Linked DNA regions of Mus musculus: all the other regions are linked to region 2. Evidence: chromatin contacts called from public ChIA-PET and HiCAR-type data. All regions are on one chromosome and are shown on one strand. Each heading gives the region's core, a stretch centred on a gene start, on an enhancer-like site or on the middle of the called end of the contact. The rest is flanking DNA. Distances are from core to core; before and after follow the strand shown.

Region 1 (4,174 bases), core at 1,110-3,609, 830 kb after region 2:
CTTTCTACATAAAAATAAACTCTGCTCATCCCTTCTTTCCACGAAGAAAAACTAGACACCTACTAAGTGCTAGGCACTGGTAAAACATTGAGAAGAGAAAACAAGACATTCATTTCCTGAGGTTCACACATTCAGCGTGGATCATGAATGAAAAAAGCCTGCACACAGTGTGGCCACAGAAGTAGGTATGTTCAATGGACACCGAAGCAGCTGGGCAAGCAAGCATCTGAGAACCCAGCATGCGCCATTCCTTGTGAACGTGCCAAAGATTAAGCACATTATGGTCCTCTCTTTGCGGCTGGACCCAAAAGCCCATCCCACCCATCACTGAGGAGCCAAGGGCAGGAAGACTGGTAATCACTCACTAAGCACCCGCACTCCAGGCAGGCAGGACTCCCTGTCTTCCAGCTGTTTGTGTATCATTAGAAAAGAAATTAAGATGCCATTAGGAAGAAATTAAATAATGTGCATGTTGTTGTGACAACAGAGAGGCACACTGCCAGATCCTGCTCTGAGCGGGGATTGCCCATTTGCAGCCCCTTTCTAGAGACCAAGTCTGGGGAGAGAGAGAGAGAAGGGGACACGGCCTTACCAGCATTCTTTCCCTTGTAGAAAACCTTCATGTCCATGAGGCCCGTGAGCTGGCTTGCTAGAATCTCCACCTGGGATCTGCTGTGCTTCGAAGCTCTGAAGATGCTGAGCTGTGACCAGTCATCCCAGTAGATCTCATTCTAAAGAGAAATGTTTAATCTAGTTCAATGGTCCTGCTTTCGGGACACTTCATGAAGACAAGGGGCACTCCATCCCACCACTACGCAGGGACAACAGATAATTACTGAATAACAGGCCGAGTCAAAGTTTCACTTAAGTGCAAATGTCAGTGGTTTTATTGAAACCTCACCAACGGCCCTCAGGAAGAAATGACCTAGAAAAGGCTATCTAGTACTCATTTAGTTGGACCATGGTGTGTGTGGGGGATGGGGGGGAGAGGGAGGGTGACTTAGTTTTGAAATATGTTTCTCCATTCTAGGTAGATGCATTTGCTCCCTAGGGTGAGAACGACTGGAAGGTTATATAGATGGCACACAGCATCAGTCAGCAGGGAGAGAAGCAAGGGATGAAGATGCGAAACTGAAACAAGGCCACAGGCCCTGAAAAGGAAAGAGATTCACTCAGAGGAGGAGACCTCAACCTCCAACCTTTTGAAACGTAAGCAGTGGTAGAAGCCTACATCTCTCCATGAAGGATGCAAACAAGTCTGTGCAGATTTGAAGGCACGGCGTTTTTAAGGCCTCTGGCCAACTGCAACAGCCCAACAGGCCTCAGCTCTCCGCCTAGCCACGTGCTTCCCCGTCTCTGGCAGACTGCGCGTGAGGACTCGCCTTAAAGACAGCGATGGCATAGGGGTGTGGGAGGCTGTCAAGGATGACTGAACGCTGCTGGCCACTGAAAGTGATGCGCTCGATACAGTCCAGGTAAGCATCCGTCCAGTAGATCCACTGGCTGTCCACAGAGATGCCATTGGGCCACTTCACGTCCTCTGACACAAGGCGGTAGGCAGCAGAGCCGTCCATGTAGCTCCGGTAAATCCCAGGCTTCAGGTCCCCCCAGTCAGTCCAGAACATCACCCTGGTCAATACAGGGACCACACAATCTCATCAGAACGACACAGGCCAGCCTTGATTCTACGTCTCAGAGGTAAGTAACCTCTCAAAGCCATCATTATCACTACTGCCTGTCTATATTTGACATGCAGTCACTCATTATTACTACCATCTATATTTGAGATTCATTCAGAAATGTAGTTGAACTTGACTCAAAAATTCACCTACTGAAGTCTGCCTATAATCACATTATTCCAATACTATACAAAGAGATCCACATATATGCATGCTAATCTAAATGCTAATTGGCAGAGGAAGTGATATGTAGTATTATACAATAGAATATACCTACTGCAATGCCCCCAGAATATTGTATCCAAAATAGTTTGAAATCTATCTATTGTATGTGCTACTTAGTTTTTGACAATGACACAAACTAGAGTCACCTCAGAAGGAGAAACTTCAATTAAGGAACTGCCTTTATCAGACTGGCCTGGAGAAAATCTGTGGGCCAGTTGTTGTTGTTGTTGTTGTTGTTGTTGTTGTTGTTGTTGTTGTTGTTGGATTCATGATTGATACAGGAGGGTCCAAACCTCTGTGGGCAGTACCACCCTGGGCAGGAAGCCGGCTGAGCAAGCCACTGGGAGCAATCCAGTAAGTGTGGTCTCTGTTTCAGTTCTTACCTCAGACTGCCTCAGGGAGGGAGTATAACCTGCGAGCAAAATAAACTCCTTCCTGCCACCTCGGTTTTCATCCATGTTCTTACCGAAGCAACTAAACCGCTGTGTGTGCTCTGATAAGCCGCTGTCACTCAATGTGCATGTCCGCTGACTGGCAGGAAATCACAAACAGACTGATTCTATCTGACAAGTCGTGTGTGTCACTAAGGGGCGCTGTATTTAATGATCATGATTGAACACCAGTAAAAAGACTCTGAATAATGCAAGCAAAAAATTAATTGTGGCTATTATGCATGAGTAATGCTGACTATTACGTAACAGTGATGTGATTGCATCCCGAGGATGTAGGAGGATGAAGGGTGACGAATGAGAACAGGGCAGACTTAAGCATCCTTTCAAGGTCTTCTCTTTTAATATCTGCAACCAAGCCCATAGATTTCTTTTAGAGTGTCCTTTTAAGAATAGTGTTAATTCTCAATCATAAATACACACAGAAAGAAAAGCTAGCACAGCATTTCCTTCTTAGTAATTTTTGCTGTGATGAAGGAGTTAGTGAAAAGCAGTCGTGCGTACCCCAAGTGCACAGTAATTTTAAGTAAGAAAACTTGCACACGCTGGGAGTTCTGTGTGTGAGAGTGACTGGTCGAATTAAATGTTTGTGAGATTCACGGAACTCGAGATTAAAAAAAAAAAAAATCCTTACAATTTATCAGTGGCCTGACTGGTTTACAAAGACTCTCTTTCATGTTACCTTTTCTATTGAAACACCCCACAGATGTGAGACATCTGGAGACCATAAGAGAGTCGGATGCTTTCTAATGAAACACACAGAGTTATCGGACCACGACAAGCAAGCTATGGCTTCAAGAGCCTCAGTCAACAGGTTATCTCCCCCATGATCACCAGAAGCAGAAACCTGGCCTCACATTTTCACTTTCATGAGCATCTCTTACAGCAGTGGGCGTGACGCTGACTCCCCGTAAGGAACACTTACCCTTCTTGGGGTACAAGGACTAAAGCCCTGGGTCGATCAAGCACAGAGGAATTGACGATTGTCAGTCGGAAGTCACCATCTGGATTAGCTACCTGACAAAACAAAGGGGGTGGGGGAAGGAGAGAGATCTAAATTCCTTACAAAGCCCACAAAACCAAAGCCCTCCAGGGGCCCTGCCTCTGGCACACTCTCCACACCTGCCCTCTACTCCCGGGTCTCATTCTAGAACCACTGGGGAGCCCGCCTTGATTCCCAATCAGAAGGCACTCATCGTGTCCCTGGCTGAGATAATTCCCACGTGGGCCGAAGGAGCAGCTAGAGCTGTGTGCTCTCTGACGCCAACCCCGGAGCATGACAACTTGCGCAAAGGTGACTGTTGTGGTCCCTTGGAGTCCAAGAACGCTTCAGTGCTTGCATACAACCCTCACACAGCTTCCTGCCTGTTCTAAGCCACCCCTAGATCACCTGTAATTCCCACGACAGTGCTGGTGCTAAGTAGTAGGTGAGTTGCTCAGGAATGGAACAACAGGAAAAGATGTCTGCACACTCAGTACTGTCTTGGTTTTGTTTTGTTTTGTTTTTTACTATTTTCGATTCGTGGATATGAAACCACAGATTTGGAGGGCTGACAGAACGACTCTATATGCCAACCACTTCTGCCAGGGTCCTGAGAGGATTCCCCTCCGGCATCAGGCTCAACTCGGGAGTCCCCAGAAGCTTCCCCACTCTCTTCCCTCTCCACGTTATCCACTCCCCAAGCACACGATCGATCGAGAGACTTGCTTCCTGTTCTTAGCAGAAGGACAGGTTTCTTTGTCTCCTTTCCACTGAGCTGCTTCCTTTGTGTGGTTTCTGTTTGCTTTAAGACAAGATCTCTGTGTATCTCCAGCTGGTCT
Region 2 (3,868 bases), core at 341-2,840:
TCTGCTCATTGAGAGCAACCAGGTCTTGGGGGCCAGTATTTAGCATCTGAATACATAGCAGCACCAGACCAACCTGAACATCGTAACAGTGGAAGTACTGGATGGGGGCTGGAGAGATGGCTCAGTGGTTAAGAGCACTGACTGCTCTTCCGAAGGTCCTGAGTTCAAATCCCAGCAACCACATGGTGGCTCACAACCACCCGTAATGAGATCTGATGCCCTCTTCTGGTGTGTCTGAAGACAGCTACAGTGTACTTAGATATAATAATAAAATCTTAGAAAGAAAGAAAGAAAGAAAGAAAGAAAGAAAGAAAGAAAGAAAGAAAGAAAGAAAGAAAGAAAGAAAGAACTGGGTGATTCTAGGATAAGAAGCTTGGCTGTATGGGAAATGTAGTTGAAGATGAGCCTGGGGTTGAGATGGTGGAGCACTGCTTTCTCGGCTTCTGCTTCAGTCCCACCGGCAACATCTGTCCTTTTGATGATGGACAGTGACCTACAAGTTAAAATAAACCCTTTCCTCCCCAACTCATTTTTGGTCCTGGTGTCTATCACAGCAACAGAACGTTACGCAGAACACTGACTGGGACTCCAGTTGTCACTACACAGTAATATTGCAGGGTAACTTCAGGGTTAGCTGGTGCTGATATAGGGTAAGTCTGGCAAAGGTCTACAGCAAGCTCTGCAATCTGTGAGAAAGGAGTCTTGTACTAGTTGCTCCTTGTGTCTGAGGCCTAGTGGAACATGTAAGCCATACATGGTCTCGGGGTTGGTTTAGAGGACTCTTTGACCAAGAATAACAGCATTAGTGAGCTGACACAAAGGGATCCAGGGAATAATCTCTAAGAATGTGAGAAGCCAAGCAGGTGGGCACCGGCAAGACCCAAGATTTGGGTTCAAACTCTGCCCCCTTGTGGAGAACAGGCTTTATTGAGGGAGAGCTGGGGCAGGGATGGAGGCTGTGACTCTGGATGCGGGGGTGGGGGTGGGCTCAGGACACTGAAGCAGATTAGGGGCTAACACATTTACTATGATTGTTACTAGCACCATGGACAGACAGAGGGTGGCAGCAAGGCAGGGGCTTCTGAGAGAGTTCATGTCCCAGCATCAGGGATAAACAGCATAGTGGGGTCTCTGAAGAGAAGCAGAGCCCACTTGGTAGAATCCACTTCTTTCAGCTCTTGGGGATGTGGAAAGTTCACACCAAGAGCCTGCAGCCAGGCTGCTTGGTACCCAGGTAGGAGCCTGGGAAAGAGATGGTGAAAAGGATTGGCACAACTTTTGATATAAACTTACTTCCCAGGTGAGGTGCCTCAAGGAAAGCCCAGCTAGCTTAGAATTCACAAACAGTGTCCCAGCAGGGTGCCTGCCAGTGTCCCTGAATTGGCCTGAGCCAGGATGTAGTCTAACCTTACAGTCTTAAAGAGCTAAGCATCTGCTGTAGGAAATCCAGGGCCCAAGGACTCTTAGGAGTCCAGTCTAACGGCTTTTATTCTGTTTCCCTCAATGGCTGCATCATAGAGGAGTTTAGCTATCAGGCTGCACTGAAAATTCCAGATTCTGTGAGACTGGGTCACAATCAAGAAGGTCCTTAGTTGTAGTTTGTTGTCTTGCTTGGGTCCCTGCAGTTAAAACAAGATGCTCCTCCCTAGGTTATTATAAAACCCAGCAACTCGACCTCCCGTAAGGAGATCTGGGCTTTCAGAGGAGAAGCTGTGTTTCTATATGATGTCAATGTTTGAAGAGTTTGGACAGTGTTTGAGCTGAAGTGAGTTTAGGTTACAGGCTAATAACTCACTTTATGTACAGGAGGAAGAAATGGAGATGCCCGTCTATTTAGGCGGGGCTGTCCCAAGCGTGGAAGATGGGTGGAAGATGATTTGCATGAATGCTGGGTAGCATGGGCAGAGGAGCGATTTCCCAGCGTTGACTTAATCCTTGGTTTGTTTTTTATTTTCAGCCTTTTAACCCTGCTCTGCTCTTTATGAAACTGTGTGTCACAATGTTAGTCCACTCTGGCCTTAAACTTGATCCTTCAGCCCCAGCATCCCAAGTCCTGGGATTATAGTTAAGTTTCTCCACACCAGGCGTCCCAGTGATTTCAATAGATGAGCAAATTTGGGAGTCAATGAAATGGGAGAAAGACCCGTGTCATAAGGCATCGTAGAACGTCATTACTGCCGCCCCCGCGTCTAATTGCCGAGGACAAAGAGGGAGAGAGCTACTCAAGGTAGACATTGGAGAGAGCAGAGGGAGAGAATGACTGTATTAGGGATGTACAGTAGGGGGTGGGAGGGGCAACTGAGAAAAGGAGAACTCCAGAGATGCGATTCAAGGGAATTCTCTCCCTTCTGAGCAGAAGGTCCTGGGGTGCCCTAGCAGACAGCGGAGCATTAGAAAGGGCACAGCACTCCTGGACATTTTGCTGATGTTGTATAGCGACTGCATTGCAGGGCTGTCCTGGGAATATTTCTGTGCTGGAAATACGCCCCAGCCCCCGTTTGTTGTTGTTGTTTTATTTTGTAAATAACTAAGAGAAGAGAACTCCGTTGTTTTGCCAGATGGGATTCATTCGTTAGGTACAATTTATTCTTTTACTGTCACATAAACCCAATTCTAAGCATTCAGTCTGTGTGCAACTGTGACTGGGCCCTCCCCTAGAAAATTGTGCTGCTCTTGCTTAGAGAGAACATGTCTGCTTCCTTCTTCAAAGCTTTCCCTTGAACCCCAGGCTTCCAGCTGGAGGACCAGTGCCTGGGAGCTCTAGAGAGAAAACCCAAGGCTGCCCAGGATTCCTTCCGGAACGCGTCATTGTCAGGAAAAAGAGAGGGCCTTGATGTTAGACACAGACAACTCCTGGGGAGGCGGAGGTGAGGAGTTCTCACCGTGTCGCCAAAAGGACACACGGACTGTGAAGAGAGGATTTGATCCTTTGAGAGGATTTGTGGACCAGATGCTCCACAGGACTAAGTCTGGTTTATACAAGCCTGGAAATGAAGAGCTGCTGGCGCCACTGGGTGGCAGCGCTGAGCTCGTCGTTGCTTCTCTTTAAGGAGTTACGTCACTCTGTGCGTCCGCTTAAGACACACTCAGAACCGAAACTGCGCATGCCCACGTCTCGGTCAGGTGGTGGTGACGACCTTCGAAACGGCAAAAATGAGCCTTTAGGACTCCTTTGTCTTCTTTCTTCACAATGTCTAACCATCCCTCAGAATAGCTAGGTTATAGGGTTTCGTGCTATTAATATATAGCATAATTATAAAAAGTCACCCAAACAGCTACAGTAGAAAGTCATTTCTAGGAAGAGGTGTACAGTATCTTGGGTTGAAATATTCTTAGGGAGATTTAAAGAAGACTGGCTTTTTTTTTTTTTTGAAAGATTTACTGGGCGTTTTATGTAAGGCAAATGCGTAGACAGCAAAGGTAGCCTGTCAGGAAGTAACGACAGCGCTGCGCTGCCATCTAGTGGGCAAAGTGTTACCTGCAGTTTATAACAGAGCTTCCAAGTTACCATGAATTGCAAGCAAGCAAACAAGAAAACTGCACAAAAATCCCAAATACAGAGTCAATGTATGATTGCTAATTTTATTTTCATTGAAAAATTTCATATTATACATTTTGATCATGGTTTTCCTTCCACAACTGCTCCCAGATCCTCTGACACATCCCCATCCACCCCATACGATCTCTCTCTGTCTCTCAATCTCTCTCTAAAAAACAACAGGCAAGACAACAACATAATAATAAAAAAGAAGAAAAAAGAGAAAACTACAAGAAATACACACACACACACACACACACACACACACACACACACACACAAGCGCACCCTAAAATACATATGAACACAAAATCAGATAACATATTGTAC
Region 3 (4,217 bases), core at 887-3,386, 920 kb after region 2:
CTGCCATGCCTGCCAAGAGCAATCTTGCTGACTTCCAAATTACAAAAAGGAAGTTTCAGATGGGGATGAAAAGGGGGGCACAAGGATCTGGGCCCAAAACAGGGCAGGTGGGCTTCAGGAGTCTAAGCGCTGCACACACCACGTACACACAGACGCACACGCACATACATACACCATCAAGCAGTTACAGGTCATCTGGTATACATTCCTGCCCAGGGGCAAGTGGTCTGGTGGTGGGCAGATGTCAGCTACTCCCACCCACACACAACCGCCCCTCTGTCTTCATAACGATATATACATTTTATTTTAGAAAGGAGATGTTTAGGAAGCACTGAGCAGAGACAAGGTGACCCCCCACCTCCCAGCACCCAAAGGTCAGTGAGACCATGCAGGCAAGAGAACTACAGTGCTCACAGCCCTTTCCTGCGTGACCTTGGACCAGTCATCGCACCTGTCACAGTTTGGGTTTCTTCACTCAAAACGTGACACAATAGGGTGACACAATAGGGTGGCATGTTTTATGAGACGCTTTCTGGCTCCAGGAGTTGATTGCTTAACTCTATGTATGGCCTGAAGGAAGACTTTGCTATAGCCAAAATCAGTGAAGAAAGGCAGAACCCCCAGCTAATCACTTAATTTGTACTTTAGAAAGCAACAGTCGCTCTGGGACATGGTTGTGTTGGTCAGCTCCATCAGGCCCACCATTTCTCTCCCACCGACCTTCTAGTTTTGCTGATGTCAATCTTAACTGAAGGACTGGGAGTCTCTGAGTAGACAATAATACGGGCAAATTGATTCCACCAGCGCTGATACGAAGGGGGACAAATTCAACTTGGCAACCCAGCAGTCAGTGGGGGCCATGAGTGAAATGTGTGTTACTTATGACCTAATAAACCCATTGCCTGGATAGAAATAAATCCTTTAATGAATATTAAGCCCAGCAAATTTCTTGCAGTAGTCTCAAATCCCAAGTGTCATAAGAGATAGTTTCTATCTAAAATAAAGCCATCACCTTGAAGGGCTGGGATGGAAAGGGGACGGATTGATGTGCTGTACTCCCAACGAAGAGAATCCAGCCTTACACGCAGATATTCACGAGCTCACACGCACACATATGTCTACTGGGTACACAAGGGGCATTCGTAGCGCTTTGAGAGTTGCCCACCTTTACTGGGGTTCATGAGAATAAACATGGCATGCCCTCCTCTGCAATTCTGCTTAAGTGCTTTACAACTGCAGGATTCTCGCTCCCGCTGCCAAAGGATGGTACGGGAGTTGGGGTGGAAGGGAGGGGGGTTATGCCCGTTTTTATCCAGATGTAAAATTTATGCTGTACCCCTCAAAATCCTGCCAGAAACTACCCTAGTCTGTCTGCATACAGGCTAGGGAAGAGAGGCTCTGCACCCTTCCAGTTACCTGGAACACATCTGCTAAAATCGACAGAAAGGAGGAAAAAGAAAAAAGATCTATGCGACCAGAGTGCTGACGGCTGTACTCATGTGATGTACAGGGGGAAAGGAGAAGAAAAAGAAATGAAACAAACATGCCAGCCGGGAAGTCCCCAAGCGGAGCCAGCACCTGGGAAGCGACTGCAAAGGATGGGTGCGGGGGTGAGGAAGTGGTGGGAGAGAAAGGGGCTGGAAGGAGGTGGCTTGCAGAAGTGCTCACCTGTCCATACACCTGGATAGGCTGGGGCTGCAGAGCAGCGCTCCGCCGGGTCCTGAGTGGCTTCCTGGCCGCCGGGCTCGCCCCCGGGGCATCCCCGTGCGTTCCTAGCCGGAGATCGCGCGGGTCGCCCTGCACCACGAAGAAGCCCCGGTCCTGGGGCAAGGGCGCCGGGCCACCGTGCAATCTCTGCGTCCAGCCCCCGCCGAGAGCCCCGCGGGGTAGCAGCGCGACCAGGGCGAATAGGAAAGGGAGTCTCGACTCCCTCCTGCTGCTCCGTGTCGCCATGTTCGGGCGAACGCTCCCGCAGGTGGCGCCGCCGCCAGGAGAGAATGTGCAGCGCGCGCCGGGACAGCGCGGGGCCAGGGCCGGGGCCGCGCGCGCCGCTCCCGGGGCTCCAAGCCGCCCGGGCCGCTCCGCTGCGCCCGCCACCGCAGCCACGGCCACCGCCGCCGCCGGGTCCCGCTCGCTCGGCGCCGTGCCGTCACGTGTGAGCTCGCAGCGCGTCCCCCTTCGCGCACTTTCTCCGCTCGCTGCGACTGCGGCCCCGCCCCCTGGGATGGGGAAGTCAAGGCAGGGAGCGCCCGCCTGAGGGCACCGTGGTCCCCTTCGCGCACACCTCGCCCTCCCTACCGCAGTGAAGAGTTGCGTGGGCGCCGTGCTCTATTTCCCCGGGTTGAGTTAGCTACTCCATGGGCTCCTGGGGTACCCTGGTCGCCCCAAACTGCCATCAGTCTCTGCACCTTGTGCAGCCACTCAACCACCTTCCTGGGCCTTGGCCTCATGTTCACCTCCAATGGAAAGCAAACCACAGAACTGGCCCTTAGCACACCAACAAAGTAAGTCAAGATGAACCTGCTGGTTTGTGAAACTTACGTGGTTTCAACTACCAGAAATGCGCTTGAAATGGCTACAGCTCAAACTACCTTTGATCAAGCTGAACTAACTGCCCCTGCGTCCAGCAGAGTATAGCAGACAAACACCCTGCCCAGAAGCAGTAAAACCTAGGCTATACTTGCTCCACCTGGACAACTACACTAGGCATGGCCCAGGGCCCTACCAGCCTCCTGCTTTGGTCCCTTAAGATGTTCCAGCATTGAGCCACTCTCAGAGCTAAGATGTGTGTTTCAACCAAACACCATTAGTTGTAAAGGCTGTAAAGACTGCTCATGTACTGGAGGAATCAGATGCCCAAAGACGGGGTGCACTTTCAATGCACCTTAAAATCAGCTCCAAGAGCCAGATTGTAACCGCTTTTATACATTTTTCCCCCAGCTGGTGGGAGCAGTTAAGTATTAACCTGTATTTCATCCTAGGTCTCTCCAGACTCCAGTCCTGGTTATTGGGATGACTCAAAGCCGTCCATTGGTTTAGAGAAGGGAAGGTGATCTCTCTCGATCTCTCTCTCTCTCTCTCTCTCTCTCTCTCTCTCTCTCTCTCTCTCTCTCTCTCTCACACACACACACACACACACACACACACACACACACACACACACACACACACACACACACACACACACACACCTTTCTGCCACTTCAGCAAGCCCGGAGCTTGGTTCTGTCTCTTGTTTACTTGCCATTCAACTTCAGTCTAGTTAGCCTAATCTAGTTCCTTCGTTCCTCCCTCCCTCCAATCTATACCGCTTTGGGCAACCCGCCAGAACCTGTCATGATCTGAACTGGGTTTGTCCCTGGGTTGAAGTGTATTGCCATTGTGGTGGGTGCCTTTAAGGGTTGATTATGCTATTGAGAGGAACCGGGCCTTTCTCAGTGGAGTAAGTTTGTTCTCCCAAGAACAGTGGGTAGAGCAGTTGAACTTTAGCTCCGCCTAAAGCAGTTCTCATAAAGCAAGGAGCCCTCCTTGTTTTATCTCTAAAACAGCTAGACCTCCTATGAGCTGAAGCAGCATCCGGCTCTTGCTGGAAGCTGAGAAGGTGCCAACGCCATGCTCACAGACTTCCCTCCCAGCCTCTGTAACTATGAGCTCAAAATATGACTATCACCTGTGAAAGAATGCCAGCATCCCTTCATCTCCCTCAACCCGCCCCAGCTGAGGTTCTGCAGCCTCCCACCCTCCCACAACCCTTTCCCTCCCCAACTCAGATGATTGTTGAGCCACCTAACTCACAGCCACTGAACCATCAGCACCTCTGCCATCTTTGACTCCCAGGAGAAGACTAAAGGAACAGCCTACAGTCAGAACACCCTGCATGAGATTTGATCATCGGTTGTTTGTCAGGCTATCTTTAATGAGAACCATCTTCGATGAGTTAGGCTCTCAGCAGAAAACAACCCCAAGCGGCTTCTAGTTGTTGTGTGGAAGACAAAGCGGTCTGCCCCTGTGAACTGCTGGCTTCAGCTTCAGGTGGCAATTTGCGTGGAAGGATTAGTAGGGCAGGACCAGCTACTTGCTCATTTTGATTTGGATTTGTAATTTCAATGCTATAAAACTGGCAAGAATGCTTGAACACGGTTAATTTACTCCTCGAATGCCTTCCTCTCTAATCATTATCTACATTCTAAGCCATTCTTAGGTGGATAGTCGGCTCT

Evidence for each region. ChIA-PET counts read pairs in DNA pulled down with a chosen protein or histone mark. HiCAR-type assays count read pairs that join an accessible place to other places.
Region 1: a contact with region 2 is called in an RNA polymerase II ChIA-PET map of memory CD8 T cells, with 25 read pairs. The contact joins the enhancer-like site here to the promoter of 1700063D05Rik in region 2. A contact is called at or near these places in 1 of 39 promoter capture datasets (pre-B cells) and 4 of 115 datasets of contacts at active chromatin or transcription factors (double positive thymocytes, embryonic limb bud, large pre-B cells and 1 more).
Region 3: a contact with region 2 is called in a HiCAR-type map of astrocytes, with 2.6 times the contacts expected there. The contact joins the promoter of Sorl1 here to the promoter of 1700063D05Rik in region 2. A contact is called at or near these places in 4 of 39 promoter capture datasets (the 3T3-L1 cell line, hippocampal neurons, liver and 1 more), 2 of 484 Hi-C or Micro-C datasets (both in CD4 T cells) and 1 of 115 datasets of contacts at active chromatin or transcription factors (astrocytes).

What each region holds. Positions count from the first base shown.
Region 1 is chr9:42,030,287-42,034,460 of GRCm38.p6, forward strand. Sorl1 (sortilin-related receptor, LDLR class A repeats-containing) reads right to left here. Exons shown (of 48, transcript NM_011436.4): 19 at 3,279-3,370; 20 at 1,383-1,629; 21 at 593-731. It overlaps Gm16214 (predicted gene 16214), which reads left to right. Exons shown (of 5, transcript NR_165259.1): 3 at 1,031-1,475; 4 at 3,060-3,780. Among named protein-coding and RNA genes, the nearest start is that of Gm16214, 9.8 kb to the left of the region's middle. Within about 2 kb of position 2,360, at least 41 of the 459 cell types and tissues checked have an H3K27ac peak or open chromatin away from gene starts, as enhancers often do. A contact at or near this core is called in double positive thymocytes and memory CD8 T cells, where this site is marked.
Region 2 is chr9:41,204,565-41,208,432 of GRCm38.p6, forward strand. It overlaps 1700063D05Rik (RIKEN cDNA 1700063D05 gene), which reads left to right and starts at 1,591. Exons shown (of 5, transcript NR_040392.1): 1 at 1,591-1,765.
Region 3 is chr9:42,122,161-42,126,377 of GRCm38.p6, forward strand. It overlaps Sorl1 (sortilin-related receptor, LDLR class A repeats-containing), which reads right to left and starts at 2,137. Exons shown (of 48, transcript NM_011436.4): 1 at 1,669-2,137. The coding sequence starts at 1,953.